2 separate regions of the Sus scrofa genome follow, and region 1 is linked to region 2. A link is a contact called in public Hi-C data. All regions are on one chromosome and are shown on one strand. Each heading gives the region's core, a stretch centred on a gene start, on an enhancer-like site or on the middle of the called end of the contact. The rest is flanking DNA. Distances are from core to core; before and after follow the strand shown.

Region 1 (5,130 bases), core at 1,558-4,057, 430 kb before region 2:
CGCAGCTCTGATCTGATCCGTTCGCTCAGTTAATCACGGATCCAAAGGACGTGTGAACTTGAATTCACACGCAGGAAAGGGATCTGTCAGACACAGGGAGACGGAGCTGAGCCTGAGGTCTTGCTCAGAGGCAGGGGAATGACGGCAATCACCCGAAATCCCTCCCTGCCCTCTCAGGACCTTCGCCCATCTTTCGGGGAAGGTGTCTCTGTTGACTGGATCAGGAATTGGAGCCCCTAATTCTCTGCTTCTGTGTGAGTCGATCCAGGACCTCCTTTCTCGGCTATCTCCAGGATCCAGCCAGGAGAATTACAGAGAATTACCTGCTCTTTGGGGTCTTTCTTTGCGTGTTTCCCAGAAGAGGGCAGCATCTCCCTGAGGTTTCCTTCATCAGATGGCCCAGCCCTCCGCGGCAATGTTAGAGGGAATCTCAGATTCCGTGGTGGCAGGGAATTGCCTCCAGTTCCCACTTTGGGATTCACAGGCACAGAGGCACAGGGAGGGGTGGAGGTCTGTGTGGTGTGTGGTGTGTGTGTGTGTGTGTGTGGTGTGTGTGGTGGGGGGGGTGGCTTTCTGACTGGATAACAGGTTTTTTCAGAATGTCACTTGCCCACAGTGGCCTGAGAACCTGGTGCATCAGAGGGCAAAGCCTTTGTACCCTGAAGCCTGGGGGTGCTAGATGAGAGTCCAAGGTTGCAGGGTAAGGGCCGTCTCCGTGGAACATTCTGCCATGCCCATCCTCCTCTGTCTGGGCATGTATCCATTGGGCACACAGTTGCTTCTGAACCTTGAAGGGCAGGTGACTCTGGCACTCAGCTAGTTAGAGCTAGGACCAGCCCTGGCATTGCGTGCTACCACTGAGGCTGGGTCTCCTGCTCAACCAAGGGCCAGGCTTCAGTGCATGAGAATCACCCTTCCAACCCAGAACACAGGGCTCTCTTACCTCAGTCCCCATCACGCTGGGGGCAAGACCAGAGTTAGGGGATCCGGGTGAGTTTGGGAGGATGTCATTGATTGGTGTTATTGTGTCCCTGGGGACAGTGCCACCCACCCACTCCCCCACCCTCACACCTGCCTGCTGTCTCTCCCTTTACCAACTTCAGATTCTTTGGATAAGAACCACAGAGCCCAAACTTAAAGGGTACTTCTATCTTTTCTTTCCCCAGAGAACATGCTATCTGCAGGTAACATTTAAGAGAGTTGGTGAAAGAATTTGGTGGGAGGCCAAGGTCAAAGGCAGGGTCTGAACCTCATTCCCACCAATACCTGGTCCCTTGAGAGCTACTGGTTCTCACCAGTGAGTGACCTTGCAGGGTCTGGGGCCACAGACTTGTCTTCCTTTTTCAGTTAAACCACCAGGAGAGCAGGGGAGGAAGACCTCCTGGGTGGAAAGCGATGCTTGTGGACAGGTCCTGATGCTCTGGGTCAGATGGTAAATGGGCCAGTGAGGCAGAGGGGACCCCAGGGAGGGACCCCAGTATGGGGTTCCTAGGGCTATCTTCTTCAACCAAATTCTTGCACCAACTCTTAAATGTTATCTGCAAATAGCATGTTCCTGGTGGGGGGGGGGCACCTTTCAAGTTTGGGCTCTGTGGTTCTTATTCAAAGAATCTGAGGTTGGTGAAGCGAGAGACAGCAGGCAGGTGTGAGGGTGGGGAGTGGGTGGGTGGCACTGTCCCCAGGGACACAATAACACCAATCAATGACATCCTCCCAAACTCACCCAGTTCCCCTAACTCTGGTCTTGCCCCCAGCGTGATGGGGACTGAGGTAAGAGAGCCCTGTGTTCCGGGTTGGAAGGGTGGTTCTCATGCACTGAAGCCTGGCCCTTGGTTGAGCAGGAGACCCAGCCTCAGTGGCAGCACGCCTGCCCTCTGCGCTGGGCGGATGTACCTCCGGCGGCTGGAGGCCCCAGTGCATGCTGGGAAATCATCGCAATGGCTTTCAAGCCTCGGAAGGTGTGCTGGTTCTACCCGGTTGCGGCTCGATATGCATTTGCCTTCCGTGGCTCTTCCGATCAGCGTTCGCTCTGCATTTCCTGGTCTTTGTGGTTTGTCAGCCCCTTAACATTACTTGAGCTCCGGTGGCGGGTGTGTGAGGGTGAATTATGAGAGTTAAAAGCCTCCCAACCTCTGGCATGCTGGAACAGTTCCCTGAATGTGGCTCCGTTGTGAGCTGCTGTCATCACAACTTATATCAAAAGCATCTCTTGCCCCGGGGACATGACTGTGTTTTGAAAGCATTTCTGTCCTATGTTGCTTGCGCAGCTATGTGGGAGACAGCTTCTTCCATGTCTGTTCGGTTTTTTGGAGAGGGGTTTCAGCGATGCCTCCCTTGGGACAGGCTTCAGCCCCCCAGGTCTGTGTGTATGACAGGAGCTCTTATGGTAGGCTCTGGTCCCATTTCTGCTGCCCATCTGTCGGGGGACCTTGGACACGTCACTGCTGTTTTTTTAACACCTCTCACCAGCTTCACATTTTATCGCTGGAAGCAGGAAGAGAATGCATTTTTTTCTGCCAGTAGGCTGAGAAGAGCCGTTCCAAGTACAAACTGAATGGGATCAGAGAATTAAGGAAGCCCGTGCTCAGGGAGGTTAGTGAGTCAACAGAAAAATATTGCTGTTGTGGATGTCCATCTGCCTATGTTTACCTCTTCAGCTGAGAAAGGGGTGAAGGGTTGGAAAGCATTTACAATTGGCAAAGATGGGACATGAGATAAAAGCCTCAGGCCTCTGGGACAGGACATACCACGGCTGACCCTCATGAGGACAGCTGCCCTGACAGCCGTGCCCTCCAGAATATGCTGTGGGCACCAGCCTGGCAGCCGGGTCCCTGGCTCTGCCTGATACCCAGCAGGGACCTTGTAACTATTTGGGAAGTGAGTGGACAAATGACTGTCCCTGGTTTGGGCTAGTGCCACAGAGAGGGCGTCCAGGGTGCAGGAGAGGGAGGGGCTCAGCAAGAGGGACGTTACTGCTACCGGTTGGCGGTGAGAGTGACACTTGTGAAAAGCCCAATCTTTTGCAAATCCCCACACTTACCTCTTACAGTGACGCCCTCACCCACGATGAGGTGCCAGCTCCAATGGCACAGAGAGGTGACCAGCAGGATGGGGGGCACAGATTCTGCAGGCTGGTACTGAATAAGATCCAAGACTCTCACTCAAGGTAGCCCATAAACCAAGAGCCAAGGAAAGTTCCGCCTCTGCCTCCTTCTCTTCCATAGAACCCTCTGGGGCTCGAGGGTATTGCCTCTCTAGTCAGAATACAGGTTCCATCACCCCCAAAACCTCCCTCATTCTACCCCTTGGTAGACACACTTTCACTAAGTCCCTAACTGCTGGCAATCCCTGGTCTTTATCACTGTAATTTTGTCTTTTTGAGAATGTCATGCTCATGAACTCACACAGAGTGTGACCCTCTGAAACTAGCTTCTTTCACTCAGCATAATACCTTCGAGACCCACCCAATTTGCTGTGTGTATCCACACTTTCTACTAATATTTTTAGGACTGAGTGGCATTCCTTCGTATGAATGGACCAGGGTTTGTTTATCCATTCACCTGCTGAAGGGCTTTGGGGTTGTTTGGTACTTTTGAGGATGACGCATGGAGCTGCTATACCTCTTATGCAGAGGTTTCTACATGAATGGGAGTTTCCACTTCTCTCAGTTAAATACTTAAGAGTAGGATTGCTAAGTAATTCGTAAGGTAAGAATATGTTTAACTTTATGGGAAACTATCCACCTGTTTTCCAGAGTGGCTGTGCCATTTTGAATTCCCACCAGCGGCATATGAGAACTCCAGTTCTTTTGCATTCTTGTCAGCACTTAGTACTGTCAACATTTTTTATTGAGCCATTCTTTTTTTTTTTTTTTTTTTTTGTCTTTTGTCTTTTGTTGTTGTTGTTGTTGTTGTTATTTCTTGGGCCGCTCCCGAGGCATATGGAGGTTCCCAGGCTAGGGGTTGAATCGGAGCTGTAGCCACCGGCCTACACCAGAGCCACAGCAACACGGGATCCGAGCCACGTCTGCAACCTACACCACAGCTCACGGCAACGCCGGATCGTTAACCCACTGAGCAAGGGCAGGGACCGAACCCGCAACCTCATGGTTCCTAGTCGGATTCGTTAACCACTGCGCCACGACGGGAACTCCTATTGAGCCATTCTAATAGGCCACTGCGCCACGACGGGAACTCCTATTGAGCCATTCTAATAGGCAACTACTGATATCTCATTATTATGATTTTTTTGGTCTTTTTTTTTTTAGGACCACACCCTTGGCATATGGAGGTTCCCAGGCCTGGGATCCAATCTGAACTGCAGCCGCTGGCCTATGCCACAGCCACAGTAATGCCAGATCCGACCTACACCACAGCTCACGGCAACGCCAGATCCTTAACCCACTGAGGAGGCCAGAGATCGAACCAGCATCCTCATGGATACTAGTCAGATTTGTTTCCGCTGAGCCACAGCGGGAACTCCTGGTCATGTTTTTAATTTGAACTTCCCTTAGGGGCTGTGATGTTGAACACCTCTCATGTGCTTAGTGTCCATCCATATTTCCATGTGGCGAAGTATTTGTTCAAACCTTTCACCCTAGGTGATCTGATATCAGAGCCAGCCACTTGACTCTGTACTAAAATGTCCCAGTGCAGACCAAACACCAACTAGATGCTCCTCTCCCAATTCTCACACAAAGAATTCACAATTGCTAGAACCGGATTTATTGCCACCTCCAGCCCCTTGGGACCTGCACATCAGAACCCTTGATCACTCTGTCTCTGAGGTGGGCCACAGAACAAAAAGCCAGTGTGCTGTCTTTGAAAGGGAAAAGTCTGGTGGTTCTAGAAACCACTCCTGCTGAAAAGAAAGCGGACTTCACTGACCCCAATTATCCCTGTTTCCTTCTCCCACTTACTCTACTGCCTTTGGCCTTGTGCCAGGGACTCTAAAGCATACTCACTCTCAATTCTTTTATAATTCTGTTCTGCCATTGTTAGCCTTCTGGGTATTACCCAGTGCCCATAAAGCATATTAAATTAATTTCTGCTGCCTCACTTGACATTTATATTTGAGAAACAGCTCCGTGATGGGGCAGGGAGGCTGTCTGGAAATATGCTAAATTAATAT
Region 2 (5,211 bases), core at 539-3,038:
GCGCAAAAAGAGACATATTTCTCAAAGGCCGCCCTGGGGATGTGCCTGTCTACAGCTCTGGGGATGGCTGCAGCTTGCATTTGTTTGGAAGTTCAACCTCTGGATGTACATACTTTTCCCCAAATAACTCCTGAGGGGAAAAATAAAAGAGTGTAAGTGATACCAACAATCCTCGAAAGCACAGAGACATGGTCAACCATGCTCTTGACTCTGACCCTATTTTGCTAAAGCCCATGTCCTAGAAATCTCTGTTCAAGGAAATTCACCACTTGGGCTGTGTGTTCTCAGCCCCCATTTTCACTTTTTCTGGAGCTCCTGCAGCCACACATCAGAAGGCCAAAACCAGCGAGTCTGGGAAAACCCTGCTCATCACCTGTCCAACCTCAGAAACTCCCAGTGGTGCCTGCTGTGTGACCTGCCACTGCCACACCCAACACCGTGCATGGTGCTGCTGCAGGTCTCCTCCTGGCTGGGGGCTGGGAGGCACAGCCCCTAAAGGCTTCCCCAACTCCTCCCCCCAAGTTCCTTCTCACCCTCTAGGTCAATTCACTCTCGGAGCCATGCCTGGATTCCCCCGGCATCAAGTTCTCCACTGCCTTTCAGGATTGTGGGGAACCCAGGGGCCATCAGCGGAGCAAAAGCTGAACCCATGACCACACCTACTGGCCCCAATGCAAGGATTTGTGAAAATAGATCGACTTGAAGACACCAGAACACAAGTCAAAGCCGAGCTCTGTAACTGTGGTCTGTTACATGGTATGTGGTGCTGACCATGTGGTTTTGGGGAGGCTGAGCTCATCCCATGTGGGAGGGGACCGGGGGTGATAACAAAGCCTGCTACCGTCCTGCACTCAGTGCCCTTCTCAGCACTCTAGATTTGAAAGACCTCGTGTTGAAGAATGAATTCTTCTGAATATATGCTTCCTCAAGCTAAATGCTTTCTTTCAGGTTAGGTTTGTGCCTAGCGTGGGCCCCTGATGTCAGCAACCTGGCTTAAGGGAGTCAGCTTTCATACGCGTGCGTGGTTGGGGCGCGAGTGGGGGGCGGGGAAGTGCGCATGTATCTGTGTGCGCGCATGCGCCCATGCTTATAAGCGTGCTTGCAGGAGTAAGGGAATAGGAAAAGCAGCAGGGAGCCAGTATCTTGAAAATCTCCGGCAGGAGTCTAGCAATGAGAAAGTTAAAAGACAGCATGGGGCACTTAGCAATTATGATCAGAAAGAGCCAACGTTACTATCCTAGAACAGGTAATGTCAAGGTAACTTCCCTGTGTTTGGAGGTTCTACAAAATATTGTATTTGGATTTCAAGAAAGCTTCTTATGAATTTAATTTGTAAATAGGTAATGTCTCAAAATCCCAATGCAGAGCTCCTGCTGTGGCACAACAGGACCGGCGCTGTCTCTGCAGCAGCAGGACACAGGTTCGATCTCTGACCTGGTGCAGTGGATAAGGATGCGGGCCCCTCTGTCACATGGCCATGACTCCTGGATCTGCTCTGTACCCACACCGGAGCGCACTTCTGAAGGCCTGGCAGGCCTCTTAGGCAGTTTAAAATCTCCCCCTACTGCAACTTTGCACTCGACACTGGCACTCATCTGCTCCATAAAACACATTCTCATAGATCATGCAAACATAAACCTTAAGGCCTTGGGTCTTTAAATGACTAAATGACCTAACTATGTGAAAGCCCCAGCCCCGGACTTGGCAGAAAGTAGCCACTTCATACAATAAATATTAGTGGAACCTGAATGACCACTAAATTCCCATGTCAGGGAACCTGGATTAAACAGATGAATCATAAAGATTCATAAACCACGGCTGGGAACTGGCCTTTCGGAGCCAGCCCAGCCATGGTTTACTTTGGTAGCACAAGCCTTTTCTAAGCCAAGGGTCACTTCCTACTCTCTGGCCAAAGATGCAGAAATCAGTTTTCTTGGTGTTCAAAATTCATTTGGGGCTCAATGATTCTCATGGTGACCTGCCAGCCATGGCCAGGCCCGCCGATGGAGCTGAACCTGAAGCTTGAGTGGGTCCAGTAGGGGTCAGGTGGCAGAGCAAGGTTTGGAGAAGGGATGGGAGACCCTCTCCCAGGGCCACCATCATGCCCCTCTCCTGATCCTCCCGGGGCAACCCTGGTCCCTGAAGTGCCCTCACCAGCCAGAGCACCTCTGGACTGCGATCAGACTGTGCTAGGAAGTCACCTCTCTTTAGCACCAGCTTTAATCGATGCAAAAGAGGAGGACCCCCTGGAGAAAAAAAAAATATTGAGAGTCCAAAAAAGAAGGAGAGCTCCCTGGGAATTAGTCGTTGCTTTACTGATTGATTGGTTGATTGCTTTTTAGGGCTGCGTGTGTGGCATATGTAAGTTCCCAGGCTAGGGGTCGAATCAGAGCTACTGCGGCTGGCCTACACCACAGCCATAGCAATGCTGGATCCGAGCCGTGTCTATGACCTACACCGCAGCTCATGGCAACACTGGATCCTTAACCCACTGAGTGAGGCCAGGGATCGAACCCATGTCCTCATGGATACTGGTCGGATTCGTTACTGCAGAGCCACATCGGGAACTCCAGCTGTTGCTGTAGATGTGGGTACTGTCGCTGTGCGGTGCGGATCCATGGCTGACAGACAGACAGGAAGGGAGAGGAAAACTGCCCCGGGTTGGTAACTTGCCAAATCAATCGGCATGTACACTCTTTTCCAGGCCCCCGGGGGAATCTCAGTTCAAGTCCCCAAACAGCACACTGGGCTCTTCTCCTCATCTTTCCCCAGGAGCCAAGCCAGTCATTAGTTCCCTCCACATAAACACGTCGCCCTCCCCCCCGCACACAGCCCTGGAACATCTCTCCCAGCCACAGCACCCACAGGACTGCACAGCTCCAGCCAGACCACTGCTTCGAATGCAAAAAACGGCCACGAGGGGCCCCCAGCTCCCCCTTCTGTTGGGTGTGGCGGCCGCCTCTTCCTAGAAGGACCCCTGTCCCCATGAAAAGAGGAGAGCTCTGCAGAGGCCCAGCCGCCAGCCACGTCCATCCCACTCCAGCTGGGCCACCTTGAGGGCCGTGGTTCCGAGCCCTGGGTCTGGATCTTGGCTCTACCCCTGGATTTTAAGCCTCTGTTTCCTCATCTCTGCCTTCCAGGGTGGGGGAAAGTATAAGGAATAAATGAAATGATCCCTGCAGAATGTTTAGCAGAGTATCTGGCAGGTTGCTGGTGTTGGATAAATATTACTTATTCTGACCTGATGATTATGGCTCTGAGGAGCCCACAGCTGCTGTCCAGAAGAGAACACCACTGCCACCCCCATGGCCAAGGGCATCAGGCTTGAACTCTGCTCTGTGGCTTTTAGTTCTCTCCCTCCAGGCTCCCTCCTGCATTGCGCGCCCAGCCTTATTTCCTCCGGTTCCCCATCAGCCGTCTTCGGCTTCCAGATAGTGGGGGACCATCTGCCCACTAGCCCTTGTTCTCTAGTCGCCTTCATCATCATCATCACAATAAGAGCAGTACTGGTGACCATCTTCGGGCAACAGGTACCTGTGCTGGGCACAGTGAAGGTCGCCATGCCCACCTTCTCACTCACTCATACCAGCCCCATGAGATGGGCAGCAGCGTTCCAGCTTTAGGGCTCAGGGACAGGAGGTGGAGCTGCCCAAGGTCACTCTGGACCGTCCTAGGATGTAAGCTCTGTGACAGCAAGGGGCGTCTACTCTTGAATTCCCAAAGCCACCCCAGTTTCCTGCCCTTGATAAATATTAGTTGAATAAGTGACTGGACAGATGGGTGGATGGATGGATGGACAGACGGACGGATGGACAGATGGACGGACAGATGAATGGATGGCCATAACTGAGAAGCTGGAATCTGAGTTTAGGTAATTTGACTTCACAGTCAGATATGACAATCTCCCTGCTACTACCTGTGTATAAACCCTATGCGCCAGCAGGACCAGTAGGACCAGTTTCTTTCAGAAGTTTTCCTCCAGATGCAGCCCATCCTTTTCTATCGTGCTTCCCCACCATGCAAAGTCTCCAGCACACACGGGAGCCCTTGATTAGACCCTCTGAAGGCAGGGACCACTTCTTAGTGGCTTGGGCTTCTTCATCTCAGTCTCAGCTTAAATTGGGCACACTTCCTGGTTGACCAGCTTCTTTCAGAGGAACAGAAACCCTGGCCCTTCTCATAGGAAAGAGGATGTGAACTGCCCCTTCTCCTGATGCTCTTCAGGGAGGAGCCACCCTCGCCTGCATCCACCCGACCCAATGCCTCCCCACCAGCCAGGTCAGTTCTTAGCGCTGCACGAAGGCTGGGCTGCAGCACGAACTCTGCCCCAGGAGTCAGGAGTTCTAGCCCTGGTCCCAACCCTGCTGTTATGGCTGCAAGAATGTCTCCATTCTGGGACTCAGTTTCCTGCCTGTAAAATAAAGGTTCTGTGACTCCTCTGTTCTCCTCTGCGCTTGCCGTCTGTGCTACAGCTCATGTGCTCCACCTCCTCGGGGTCATGGAGGGCGTGGTGCTTCCACTGCCAGCTGAATAGCCCTCCGAAGGCAGGAGGTCTGTCTGTGCCCCACGTCCTCTTTCCTGCAGTTTGCTCCGTGATCTCTCCCAGAACTCTCTTAGACAGAAGGCTCTGGCACCTGGAGTCCCATCACTTCCTCCAGGACACCGTCCTGGGTACCATTCTGCTCCCCTTCCTCATTGGGGCCTCTCTCCTCACCGGGGACCAGACACTCTACTCTTCTCATTTAGGGGGATGAGGAGGGCCAGCAGACAGACGACCTCTGAACAAGAGCCACTAACAACCCCTCCTGAAGGGAAAGGAGCTCTCTGAGCACCTGGATGCCATGGAGGAAGGCATCTTGGAAGAGCATCAGTCACAGACAGACGCTCTCATGGACATGTAGGGAGAAGTGGAACAAATCCATGGTCATGGCTCAGCCAAGAGACGAATGTGCCAGGCCATGGTCTGGTCCAGTCAGGGGATGCGCTACAAAAAAAGATGCCACTCTGCTTGGGTTTAGAAGCATCACGTCAAAAAACAAGAGGAAGCGTGGCTCCCTGCTCACCATGATTCCTGGGAGAAAAGCTCAGGTCACAAAACACACCTCATCTTATTTACATAACAGACACACGGATACACAAGGAGATTAGGAGGCAGCGCACCAAATGGTTAACAGTGAGCATATGAGGCGTGATTCTTTTTTGCTTCAAAAA

What was found. Hi-C and Micro-C count contacts between places; a contact is called where the count stands out from the background.
Region 1: a Hi-C map of embryonic fibroblasts shows a contact between it and region 2, with 1.9 times the contacts expected there. The contact joins two enhancer-like sites. A contact is called at or near these places in 1 of 47 Hi-C or Micro-C datasets (embryonic fibroblasts) and 1 of 2 datasets of contacts at active chromatin or transcription factors (skeletal muscle).

What each region holds. Positions count from the first base shown.
Region 1 is chr5:65,331,733-65,336,862 of Sscrofa11.1, reverse strand. No RefSeq gene overlaps it. Among named protein-coding and RNA genes, the nearest start is that of KCNA5, 110 kb to the left of the region's middle. Within about 2 kb of position 2,807, at least 9 of the 83 cell types and tissues checked have an H3K27ac peak or open chromatin away from gene starts, as enhancers often do. A contact at or near this core is called in embryonic fibroblasts, where this site is marked.
Region 2 is chr5:64,904,943-64,910,153 of Sscrofa11.1, reverse strand. All of the region lies in intron 14 of ANO2 (anoctamin-2), which reads right to left. Among named protein-coding and RNA genes, the nearest start is that of NTF3, 150 kb to the left of the region's middle. Within about 2 kb of position 1,788, at least 3 of the 83 cell types and tissues checked have an H3K27ac peak or open chromatin away from gene starts, as enhancers often do. A contact at or near this core is called in embryonic fibroblasts, where this site is marked.